Regions from separate parts of the Mus musculus genome. Here regions 1, 2 and 4 are each linked to region 3. Evidence: chromatin contacts called from public Hi-C, HiChIP or PLAC-seq and promoter capture Hi-C data. All regions are on one chromosome and are shown on one strand. Each heading gives the region's core, a stretch centred on a gene start, on an enhancer-like site or on the middle of the called end of the contact. The rest is flanking DNA. Distances are from core to core; before and after follow the strand shown.

Evidence for each region. Promoter capture Hi-C pulls out the DNA fragments that hold promoters and counts their contacts. A called contact is a pair of places that touch in the nucleus more often than the background predicts. HiChIP or PLAC-seq counts read pairs in DNA pulled down with a chosen protein or histone mark.
Region 1: a promoter capture Hi-C map of neutrophils shows a contact between it and region 3, with 2.9 times the contacts expected there. The contact joins the enhancer-like site here to the promoter of Pcnx4 in region 3. A contact is called at or near these places in 11 of 39 promoter capture datasets (the 3T3-L1 cell line, 3T3-L1-derived adipocytes, the C10 cell line and 7 more), 17 of 484 Hi-C or Micro-C datasets (CD4 T cells, CD8 T cells, the G1E-ER4 cell line and 13 more), 6 of 115 datasets of contacts at active chromatin or transcription factors (the 230-238 cell line, embryonic stem cells, extraembryonic endoderm stem cells and 2 more) and 3 of 9 other capture datasets (adipose tissue, liver and pancreatic islet).
Region 2: a Hi-C map of forebrain shows a contact between it and region 3, with 4 times the contacts expected there. The contact joins the enhancer-like site here to the promoter of Pcnx4 in region 3. A contact is called at or near these places in 2 of 39 promoter capture datasets (hippocampal neurons and liver), 3 of 484 Hi-C or Micro-C datasets (cerebellum, cerebral cortex and forebrain) and 1 of 9 other capture datasets (pancreatic islet).
Region 4: an H3K4me3 HiChIP or PLAC-seq map of embryonic stem cells shows a contact between it and region 3, with 26 read pairs. The contact joins the enhancer-like site here to the promoter of Pcnx4 in region 3. A contact is called at or near these places in 3 of 39 promoter capture datasets (cranial neural crest, hippocampal neurons and neutrophils), 2 of 484 Hi-C or Micro-C datasets (embryonic stem cells and neural stem cells), 2 of 115 datasets of contacts at active chromatin or transcription factors (both in embryonic stem cells) and 2 of 9 other capture datasets (adipose tissue and pancreatic islet).

What each region holds. Positions count from the first base shown.
Region 1 is chr12:72,743,511-72,746,210 of GRCm38.p6, reverse strand. No RefSeq gene overlaps it. Among named protein-coding and RNA genes, the nearest start is that of Ppm1a, 16 kb to the left of the region's middle. Within about 2 kb of position 1,285, at least 29 of the 459 cell types and tissues checked have an H3K27ac peak or open chromatin away from gene starts, as enhancers often do. A contact at or near this core is called in the G1E-ER4 cell line, the HPC-7 cell line, embryonic stem cells and 2 more, where this site is marked.
Region 2 is chr12:72,284,046-72,286,745 of GRCm38.p6, reverse strand. All of the region lies in intron 3 of Rtn1 (reticulon 1), which reads left to right. Among named protein-coding and RNA genes, the nearest start is that of Gm52013, 25 kb to the right of the region's middle. Within about 2 kb of position 1,290, at least 38 of the 459 cell types and tissues checked have an H3K27ac peak or open chromatin away from gene starts, as enhancers often do. A contact at or near this core is called in cerebellum, cerebral cortex, forebrain and 1 more, where this site is marked.
Region 3 is chr12:72,534,964-72,537,663 of GRCm38.p6, reverse strand. It overlaps Pcnx4 (pecanex homolog 4), which reads right to left and starts at 1,307. Exons shown (of 11, transcript NM_026327.3): 1 at 1,125-1,307.
Region 4 is chr12:72,714,767-72,717,466 of GRCm38.p6, reverse strand. No RefSeq gene overlaps it. Among named protein-coding and RNA genes, the nearest start is that of Ppm1a, 45 kb to the left of the region's middle. Within about 2 kb of position 1,401, at least 10 of the 459 cell types and tissues checked have an H3K27ac peak or open chromatin away from gene starts, as enhancers often do. A contact at or near this core is called in embryonic stem cells, where this site is marked.

The sequences.
Region 1 (2,700 bases), core at 36-2,535, 210 kb before region 3:
ACAAAAGGGAACAATCCCTCAGGTTCCATAAATGTACAGGATACACTTGAGGTACAGTGGGGAAGAGGTGGTACCCAGCCGGTTTTACATTGTGTAGTTACAGTAACTCAATTTCCAAGTCTTAAAAAAAAAAAAAAAAAATGAAGAAAATTTTAAAACTCAAGCAAGTTTTCTTCCCCCCTCCCTGCACCAAATTAGAAGTCCTAGGTAACAGAATCAAAGATCCAAAATGGGCAGACTAACTGGAATTTTAAAACTTCCAGAAATAGCAGGAGGTATGAAGTATAAAGATTTTTATCGCAGATATAAAGGAGGAAGCAGGCAGAGGGAAGATCCAGGCGAAAACATGGCTGGCCCACTAAACCAGACCCTTAGAGAGGAGAGGAGGTAGAGGGAGAGCGAGAAGGGCTGCTGACCCAGAGAGGTGGTTCAGGCCGAGAAGCCAAGAGGGCAGGGCAACCAAAATGGCTGAATTTATACAGTGTCAGGCTGGAGGACGAGAAGCGGAAGCACCGCCCCTGGGAGTGAAAGGTAGGGAGTAGGATGAGATGCTCAGGAAGGTGCCGCAGCCCGGAAGCCAGCAGTCGCTGCTTTGATATGTTAATAGACGCCTCGGCCGCTGGTCCCTAACAAAGATGACACAATTGCAATTTACAAAAATTAGTGTTTGGAAACGATCAAAATAACCATAGGCCATTAATTCAAACTTTTGGAGGCTGTATCGTAACTAAAGGTTACGATAACTAACCTAACGTAACTAAAGGTAACTCTGGGGAAATCTTGAGTTTTCTCAAGTGAGATTCTCATTTGTCCACTGATCTTGCCACTTCCTCCTTTCCGATCCACTCTTTCCACTCTAGTAATCCACAGAACTCTTCATCAGAGGAAAACATTTACACAGCCCATGAAAATAAAGCCTAGCGGAAAGGGGGACCCTGATACCATCTGTATTCCCTGAGAAAAACTGGGCCAAAAAAATGTGATTATGAGATTTCCTGAGTCATCGGGACCTGCTGGGATCTGCTAAAGAATTTCCCGGGCCAGCACACTATTGACTTACAAAACAGGATTTTCTCACTTTTATAAGACATTTCCATTTGTAATGACTTCGCTAAAGATTAGCTCTTAAAACAGGAACTCACACTTGACCTTTCACAGGGGCCCTGTTATAGCTCAGCTATATAGAAATATAAAGCTCACGGTGAGAAACCGTTTTCCTTATCAAAGGTAGCAAGCCTGGCAAGGGCTTGTATTTCCTTCCCCTTCCCTTTTGCTACGTTAGCCAATCACCTCAGATCGTGAAGTGGCGCTTCCTTCAATGGAGGGAGACTCAGATACCATCTCCTTTAGGGATAAAAGAAGGAAGGCATTTTGGCCCCCTTGTTCTCCCAAGCCTGGCTTAGGCTCTGGTGCATACTTTTTACAAGAGGAGTTGCCATGCCGAGCCTCTTTCCCTTCGTTTGAGTATTATTTTATGCAACATCAAGGTTGCTCTTTGTTTCTACCTTGCTTTTAAGAGGTACCTGTCTCTCACGCTGTCTCTGTTGTTAAACGTAATGAACAACATCTCAAGCCTTCAGAGGTTTTGCATCTTTATGCTTTGGTCTCCTTTATTCCCCATGCCCCAGGTGCCACCTTTCCAAGCCCAAGACAGCCCAGCCCAGCTTCCTTCTTCCCTGTCCTTCATTACCCCACACATCACCTTCCTTAACATCTTTCTCCCATTCTCATGATCCCTTTTCTAGCTCCAGAGTCTAGAGACATAAATGCAGACACATATATATATAATACGTACATTTATATATAGAACCTCCACATATGAGAGAAAGTATGTGGCGCTTGTCTTTTTCAGTCTGGCTTATTCAGTTTTTAACATAACGGTTTCCACTTTTCCTGCATATGCCATATTGTATGTTTGTTTATGACCTCAAATCACTCTGTAGCTGAGCTTGACCCTTGAACCTCTTGCTCCCCCTTCCAAGTGCTAGCATTACAGAGCTGTGCCGCCACGCATGCCTGGTTGGTTGTTGGGTTTCAGACTGAGATGAGGGCTGAATGAAGCACATATCTTACTTACTGAAGCAGACCTGACCTCTGGGCCTCCTCAGCTTCCCTCAGCCTGTACTTGGTTTATCCAATCTTCCACCCTGACCTTCCCAACCCAGGAGGTGGGCTCCCCTTCTGCCCCACAGACTCTTTCCTATATAATCCAGACATTTTGGTCTCTAAACCTCTTTTTCTCCTCCCCCGACTTTCTCTCCCCGCCCCCACCTGTCCTCTGTCTCCTTCCCCAGTTAACTTCCCTGGCCTCTTTCCTTGGGGCCAGCCAACTTGCCCGCACAGAGAGCGGTTTCCCAATAAACCTGCATATATAAAATCTGGCTTGAACTGGCTCATTTTACTGGCAGAGAAATATTAATGGTGATAGGAATAAAACCCAGTGCTTGGTGCAGGTTAAGCTTCACTCTGCCAAGTGAACGACAGCTTTAGCCCTTACCAGTTTTAATATCAGCAATGGAACAGGAATCCTATTTTACAAAGTATTTTTCTACCTGGGGCATTCTGGAACTATTTTAGTACATACATGTCTAAACTTACCTATACAATTTTGGCCTATCGTACAGAATTTTATTATGCTGACAACCTTCAGTCCTTCTGATCAATAGTAAAATAGTGATTTTTTAAAAATCAATAATTAAA
Region 2 (2,700 bases), core at 41-2,540, 250 kb after region 3:
TATCCAAAACCAGAAACATTTTTCTTGCATAACCTCAGAACTATTGATACTTTAAATAAATATGTCATATTTCTCTAATACTCTTCCAATTCCCCCCTTTCAGTTGATCTATTTTAATTAGCATGTGAGCAAAGGTGTCTTAAATGATGACAGAAATCAGGGCAACGCTCTGTGTGCTAGTTGGTTATTAGGTAGGGCTCCTTTGTCTATGACAAACATTTTTTACCAGGAAAGTTTTTACACATAGAGAATCATTATGAGATTCTTCACTGTTCACATGGTTGTATGACTCTCTTATTAGCTCTGCTCTTGACTTTTTGGTGACCAAGATTTCATAGTCTTTATACTTCTGATTTAATGAGAAAATCAGAGACTATTCCGTGACTCCTCTTCTCTGGGAGGAAGCCTTGAAGAACCCAGGCAAAGTGGATGGCCAATATGCTGTGACATTGCGCTGCTTATAAATCTCGAGAGTATCTTCTCCTCTGACTGGATAGCCACTGCACTTTGTAAGTGTTATTGAGTCTGACTTTCAGCTGACAAGACTTTCTGGGGCATCCCCCAGAGAGCCGGATGCTGCAGGGTTACCAGCAGAGTCACCACCGTGGGTTAGTGAGAAACTAACAAACACCCGATCTAAAACTGGAGCGTTTGGAACAGTGTGTTTACACCTTACGCAATGCCGGTTGTATTTCAACATTTTCCAAAAATATCACACAAAGGTATTTAGAAAGAAGAAAAACAAATCTGGTTTGTAAAGTGTTTGTCTGAGGACTGCCACTGTTGCCATGGGATTCACAGAAGCAGATTTTCACGGCTTCATCAGACCGAGCCTGTTTTTTGAACAGGTTCCGGGGAGAGTGGGCTCCTGCTGCCCTGTTCTGGGTGTTTTCGTTAGACTTAACTCAGCCTTAGGAATATCAACATTTCCTTTGTACAAAAAGTACATTGGGTGATAATGCCTAGGTTTGCTTTTAGCAGACAGCTTTAGCGATACCAGATTTATTTTCCTATCTGCTGCTTGTTTCTAAATAGACATCATGTAACCAGCTTCACACGGCTCGTCTTGGAGCATAGGCAAATGTTAGCTTAATATTTGAGTGCCATCTGCTGTAAGTTCCATGGCATTCAAGCCCATCTGGCTTCCGTGCGGCAAGTCCCCTTTCTTTTTAACATCTCAGTAGAACGCAGCCCAAGCCTCGCACACTGATGGGGCCGACTCTTCCACTGATCACCGCATGGGGCTGCTGTCCAAGGATCATGTTCTCTTGGCTCTCCATGCACCTTTCCCGGAGACTTGTGCTTCAGCTTCGGGAAGCACGTGCAAGCGTGTGATGTAACTAAGCAGTCAGTGTGTTCCTAAGTCCCTTTGCTTTATCTGAAATAGCAGTCTGACTCTCAGTGGGTGAACATTTGCCACCTCAGTAAAGTTACTGAATAAACGATTATTAAGAACAGAGTATATGCTGGGCTTTTTAGAAGACATTGGAATGGAGGGAGTGGAGAACAGGAAGACTGTCTGCTGCCCTGACATCCCATCCATGAAGGAGATTAATGTATCCACACAAATGAACCCAGATAACTCAGAGCAAGGTGGTGATAGGCAGTGTGAAGTTAAGTCCAGTCCAGAGGTATAGGCAGTCTGGTTCATTTCTCTTGACCTACTTTTACTAGCTTTGAAGTCAAGTTGATCTGAACACTGAACATCATGAGAAGACTAATATTTCTATCAGTAGTTGTGGTAGGAGGTTCTAGAGTCAAGCAATCAGAATTGTAAGCAGGTCATGTAGGCTCATCTTTATTTACGTTATTAGACGTGTCTATACCCACACTCTCATGGATTCCTGAATCAAGTACATAGGAATTCCTGGGTAGGAGCTGAGGAGCCTAAGGTGACTAAGACCCAGTCCTTGAAACCAGACATTGGTAGAGACATGCAGCTAAAAATGATGTCACAAAACATTCCAGGCACACTGAAGGCCACACTTACCCCGGCCTCTCTGTGTTGCTGACTTACACTGCAACAGCTGAGCCGTATCTGTATTCATATCTTTCTGTACTTATTTATCCACAGCTTCCAAAATCTGGGGGCCGGGGGATTATTAGTGGAATATTGATCCCGTTCTTCTTCCCGTTCCCCTTTACTTCAAAGGAAGAGATTAGGTTGTCCAAAAGTAATAACAGTATTTGTTTGGTTTACTGGGGGTGGGGTGGCAAATACAGAAATAATTGTTGCTTCAATTGCCCGAGTACCAGTTTCAGATGCTGAAATGATGACACACTACTGCGGGGGGTGGGGTGCAAATGTGTTTTCTACCTGGCTTCTCCCTGTTATGTGGTACATTTGGAGTTACTGCATAGCTTGAGAAACTCAACAGACCTTTGTATAACTGAAATTAAACATTTAACCTCCATAGAGGCCATCAGGGATCAGGTACAAAGTGGGGCAGAGAGGAGGGATGGAGGAAGCTGCACATTCGTATTGGATTGTTCATACTCCCCAGCCTGAAGCCAGGAGCCTGCAGTAACCTGTGTGAAAGCAAAAGTAAAATTGAGTTTGGGGACTAGGGAAAAGCATTGCATGTCCTCTTATTGTATGCTCTTAGGAGTGTTTTTTTAACACAGTAACTCCAGATACCAAGGAGATTTAGGCCACTCCTATTCTTTTGACTACAGAGAGTGTTTTCTTTCAGTCTTATA
Region 3 (2,700 bases), core at 58-2,557:
AGCTGCAACATAAAATTCGCTAGATGCACGCACACAGATCACATGTTTTAAGGTTGTGTTTATATCGAGTATCTGAAATAATTTTGTTGAGACTAAAGATTAGTGATTGCCTACAACTAATAGCAGGAATATTGGGGAGGAGAGAGAAAAAGCAGCTAAATAGAAAAGATTTCTTTTGGAGGTAATCAAATTGCTCCGAAACCAACTTGTAGAGATGATTGTGCAAACCTGTTGAGATGCTCAAAACCAGTAAGCTGTATACTTCCAGAAAATGAATTGTATGTACCTCAGGAAAGCTCTCACAGAGGAGGATGCAAAGGTCCCCTGCCCGGGATTTTCCACAGCAGTTAATAACCAATAGGCATTTCCTAAAGGTAGGAAAGGCATAACCTGTAGCTAGCCTGGGATCCAGGCAGTTAAATCACTAAAATGGCAATATCTGTACTGGATGCTGTGAGAAATTATGGGTGATTGGGTGTGAATGGAAGCAGATATAAAATAATATGAATGCTCTCTCTCTAAACTCAGGGATTTAATGAAAAAAAAATAGAACCATAGTGGAAAAAATGAATAAGGGGAACATGAGAATAAGAGAGCATACAATTCAGAGGTCTAATAAATAACGAATGGGATTCATTTTTAAAAATTCTGGTCTTTGACACGCAAAGGATTATATAGAGACAGAGAAACCTGAGAAACGCGCTATACATATCCAGGAGGCCAAGAATGAACAAATTTTGGTCAGGAGGGCTTGAGACAGAGATAAACCAAGAAAGAGTGATCTTACCTAAGGGGCATAGGCCATGAACTTGATTAGAGTAACATGGCCATCCCTCAGCAGGGCCAAAGGGCCATTCTCCATTTCACAGAGGCCTCTCAGAAATAAAACGTAACTCCACGGGCTGCAAAAGTATTCTCAGTCACATTAAAGCCAAACTGGATCACTACCTCGATCAACTCAATTTGCTCAGTACATTAAAAAGAGCAATAATTGCATTTAAAAGCTGTTTCATGGAGAGCGAAAGATGTTTCTTGAGGTATTAAAAGGTGAAGGAACCCAGTAGTACCCAGGGGTGGAAACTAAGGCAGCAACGAAGTCTCAGGTGTGTTGGGGACGGACATACCTGGAGTCACCGCAGGGGAGAGGCGACGCGAGGGCGTCCTGGGACCACATCTCCCCAGCTGAAGTCGGTTGGGAACTCCTGCCCGAGGATGGATGCGGGCCCCGCCAGCAGCTGACCGGAGGCCTCCAGGACCGCTCCCGTTCCCATGGCTAAGATCAACTGCGCTCGTGCCTCCCAGGGGTCAGTGCGCACGCGCGCTCGGAGGCGGGGCTGTGCGTCTCGTCCCGCCCCCTGCCGCCTGGTTCTGCCGGAGGCGGATTCATGTGTGCGGCACAGCAGCGCAGGGTAGGCGGGGTTTCCTCCGCGCAGGGCCGGGCGGGCTAGTGTTGTGGGAGACGCCCAGACTTCTTCCGCACTGGTGCTCTGGTTCTTGAGCGGCCTAAGCACCACCTCTGAACTCTCACCCGGGCCACGCCCAGACGAAGGAACGTGGTTGCCTTGGTGACGAGTCCATCGTTTGGCAACCTCGAGGCTGGAGAGCTGGATGACTTGACTGTCTCTTGGGGAGCCTAGGCTTTCCAAGATTGGCAGACCCGTGACTCAGAAGTGCAATAAAAGTCCAATCCCCCAGGGTTCGGATACCTCCATTAATGACTACAGAACTAAGGCCATTCAAACAGCCTCAGGGATGGGAATGTTTTTAAATGGTAACATGTGCCTGTTATATTTATATTTTTGCTCTTAGTATTATAGTACTTTGGGCACATTATAAACTATATCCATGTAAAATAATGAACCTGTCTGTGGCAGCGAGCCAGGGCCCAGGGACACAGGTTGTAGATAGTCACCCTAGCAACTGGATTTTTTTTTTTTCAAGAGATCTCCATTCAAGTGAAGTTGGGATTCTTGAATTTGCCACAGGAAAAAAATTCCAGGGCGAGCCTGTATGAAGCAGAGTTGGAGTCTACAAGTGATTTTTTTTTTTTTTTTTTTTTTTTTGGTTTTTCGAGACAGGGTTTCTCTGTGTAGCCCTGGCTATCCTGGAACTCACTCTGTAGACCAGGTTGACCTCGAACTCAGAAATCCGCCTGCCTCTGCCTCCCGCGTGCTGGGATTAAAGGCGTGTGCCACCACGCCGGGCTACAAGTGATTTTAATATAAAATAGAGGGACTGATAGATGTGCTCAATGACAGCGTAAGACACATCAAAGTGTGGGGACTTCCACTTTGCATGTTACGTATACAGTGTTGGTGATGTCTGAGGTTATGTAGGAAGCTCTGCTAAGGAAGTTGAGTGATATCAGAAGGTTCCTGAATTTGGATCGGATTACAACTGATAAAGTAAAAACAGTGTTTTGAAAAATATGTTTATAGTCTTGTTTGGAGAGTCCCAAATACTTTCAGGTTTACAAATACTTAAGAAAGGTGTGAGGTCATAAATACTTAGGCCTTAAGCATGGCTCGCAGGTATTTTTCCATTCTTATTTGAAATGATTCTACATGAAAGGAATACTGCCTTTTTATAGGTAACCTTCACAGAATATTATAACTATGCTGACTCTCTTCACTTGCTGGATTACTTTTTTTTTTTTTCTTCTGAGACAGGGTTTCTCTGTATAGCCTTGGCTGTCCTGGA
Region 4 (2,700 bases), core at 152-2,651, 180 kb before region 3:
AAGATAACAAGCAGCATGTTTTCACTTCTCTAAACAAGTTTGGTTGACCCAGCTGCACCAGATGTGCTTGATCACATGTAGGCAGGAGGTACCTAGGCAGAAAATACCTCAGGACATTTGCTTGCCCTCAATTGGACGAAGGAGAGAAGTGCATAGCTTTGTAGGTTTGCCTTTATAAGCACCTGTGGTATTGGTCTTATTTCAATTATGGCAAGGTTCTAGGGCTTACCTGTCTCTTAACAGTGAGAGGGAGGGGGGAGGGGGAGGGGGAGGGGAAGAGGGAGGGGAGGGGAGAGGGAGGGGGAGGGGGAGGGAGGGGAGGGGAGAGGGAGGGGGAAGGGGAGGGAGAGGGATCGAGAACAATCTGTATCGAGGTTAATTTCTGAGTCTTCTCACGATGAGAATTTTGTGACTGGGTGCCAGATGCAGGTGAGGTGCATGCTTAGCAGTGTGACCATTGTGTGTCAGTCACATGTCACATGTCACATGTTGAACTCAAGGAAAAGAGGCCTTCTGGTATGTCTGAAGACAGTTACTCATATAAACAAAATGAATAGATCTTTAAATAAAATAAATCCTTAAAAAAAAAAAAAAGAATTAGTAAAGCTTTGCACAATATAATTGAGTATCTATAGTCCCTTGAATGCAGTACTCATCCCGGGTTTGTAACTGGGATTACAAACCACTGAGCTCAGACTAAATGAGATTGCATGTCAGTTAAATATAGTTAGGATTTTACACACAGGGTCTGCAGTAAATTGTCTTTGGAGGGTGAGTCAGAGAAACAGCAACTGCAGACAGAAGGATCTTGAGAGAACAAAAGTGAGATTGCCAGGCTGTGCTGCTCACACAGGGAACGCTGTCCTTAACATGGTATTGTGACACCAACCTGAATTGATTCTGCGATTTCCTTGCCAACACTGGGTGGGCCAGCCCTTACACAAGGGAGGTGAGTGGTGGCGTTCACTCAGGACTGAGGTTTTGTAGGTAGATGCCATAGAAGTGAAAGGCAATTAGGCCCAGCATCTGTGCAGCAGGGTGACTTTAATGATGGGCTTGGGCATCTAAGAGGGTACAAGAAGAGAGGACAAATGTGCATTGTGAAAACCAAGGGCAGGGCGTGAAAAGATTACAAGTCAAAAAGTCCACCAGGGTCAAACAGGAGGAGTCCTGGGAGGCAGCTGTGGATGAGAGAAGGGATAGTACACGCATTGTTTGTGAAATGATAAATCTATGGGGGTGAAAAGTTAAGGGCCCTGAGCCCCTGTGGAAGAATGGAAAGCAAGATCAGGAGGTAGGAGGTGAGGGTTGTGACCAAGGTTACTAGAAAATCCTTGAGGGTAATGGCTGCTGACTTGAAGTATTGAAAGGCGCAAACCAGGCTCTTCCATTAGTGAGCAGAAAGCAAGGGAGTGGCCAGCCCACTGTTATTTCAGATGGGTGGGGTGGGTGTCTTTGGTACAGAATGAAAATAAGAGAAGAGGTTTTTAAAAGGGTGGAGTGAAATGGCCTGGAAGTAGCTCGGGAGAGGGAGGAACAACATTTTTCCCTCTTGGCTTGTGTGTGTGTGTGTGTGTGTGCGCGCGCGCGCGCACGCATGATGTGGGATCTACAAAATTAATAAAAAGTCTTTTTGAGGGGCTGGTGAGATGGCTCAGCAGGTAAGAGCACCCTGCTGCTCTTCCGGAGGTCCTGAGTTCAAATCCCAGCAACCACATGGTGGCTCACAACCATCCGTAACGAGATCTGACTCCCTCTTCTGGTGTGTCTGAAGACAGCTATAGTGTACTTACATATAATAAATAAATAAATCTTAAAAAAAAAAGTCTTTTTGAAAAGAGTGGAAACTTGTGCAAGAAACTACACATTATTTCAATAACTTGTCACGTCAGCTCACAGTTAAGCCCAGTCAATGATGGGTCAATAGTGTGCAGGGTTGCCAAGGACAAGCCTCAGCTTGGAGAGGGGTTCTGAGAAAGGGGTGTCTGGGAACAGCAAAACAAATGACTCCAAGTCAAATCACGGTTCTAAGCTGACAGCCTACATTCTGCTTGAGATAGCTTTCCAGATCTCTTCTCTCTCTCTCTCTCTCTCTCTCTCTCTCTCTCTCTCTCTCTCTCTCTCTCTCTCTGTGTGTGTGTGTGTGTGTGTGTGTGTGTGTGTATCTGCATGAGACACCTTTCTCTTGCTATTCTAAAAACTCTCTGGATAGCTCATCTCTTAGAGATCAAAAGCCCAGTCTTTTTTTTAAGGTATCACTTCAGTCATTACCCCAGGTTCCCACTTGATCATCCCCCCCATGGATCATCATCTCATGAGCTCAGCTCCTTGATTCTTAGAAAGAGACAGAAAGCGTAAGCACAGACAATTAGCTGAGTGGGACCACACCCTGTGTGGAGGGCCTTTTGGGGTGTCGCTTGGCAGGAGTCTGACATTGGCCAAGGATAAGAAAATGGGCTTCAGGCAGGAATCTGACCTTGGCCATGACAAGGAAGTAAGCTTGGGCAGGAATCTGATATTGGGGCATGCTAAGGAAGTAAGTTTCAGAAAGAATTTAACTTTAGGCTATAATTGGGAAATAGGATAAGGCAGGAATTTTAATCTTAGGGTGCAACAAAAGAAGTAGGCTTCAGGCAAGATTTTGGGCTTGGACATGGAAGTGGGCTCAAGTATTTTGGTCATTATGAAAAGCCCTTTTAA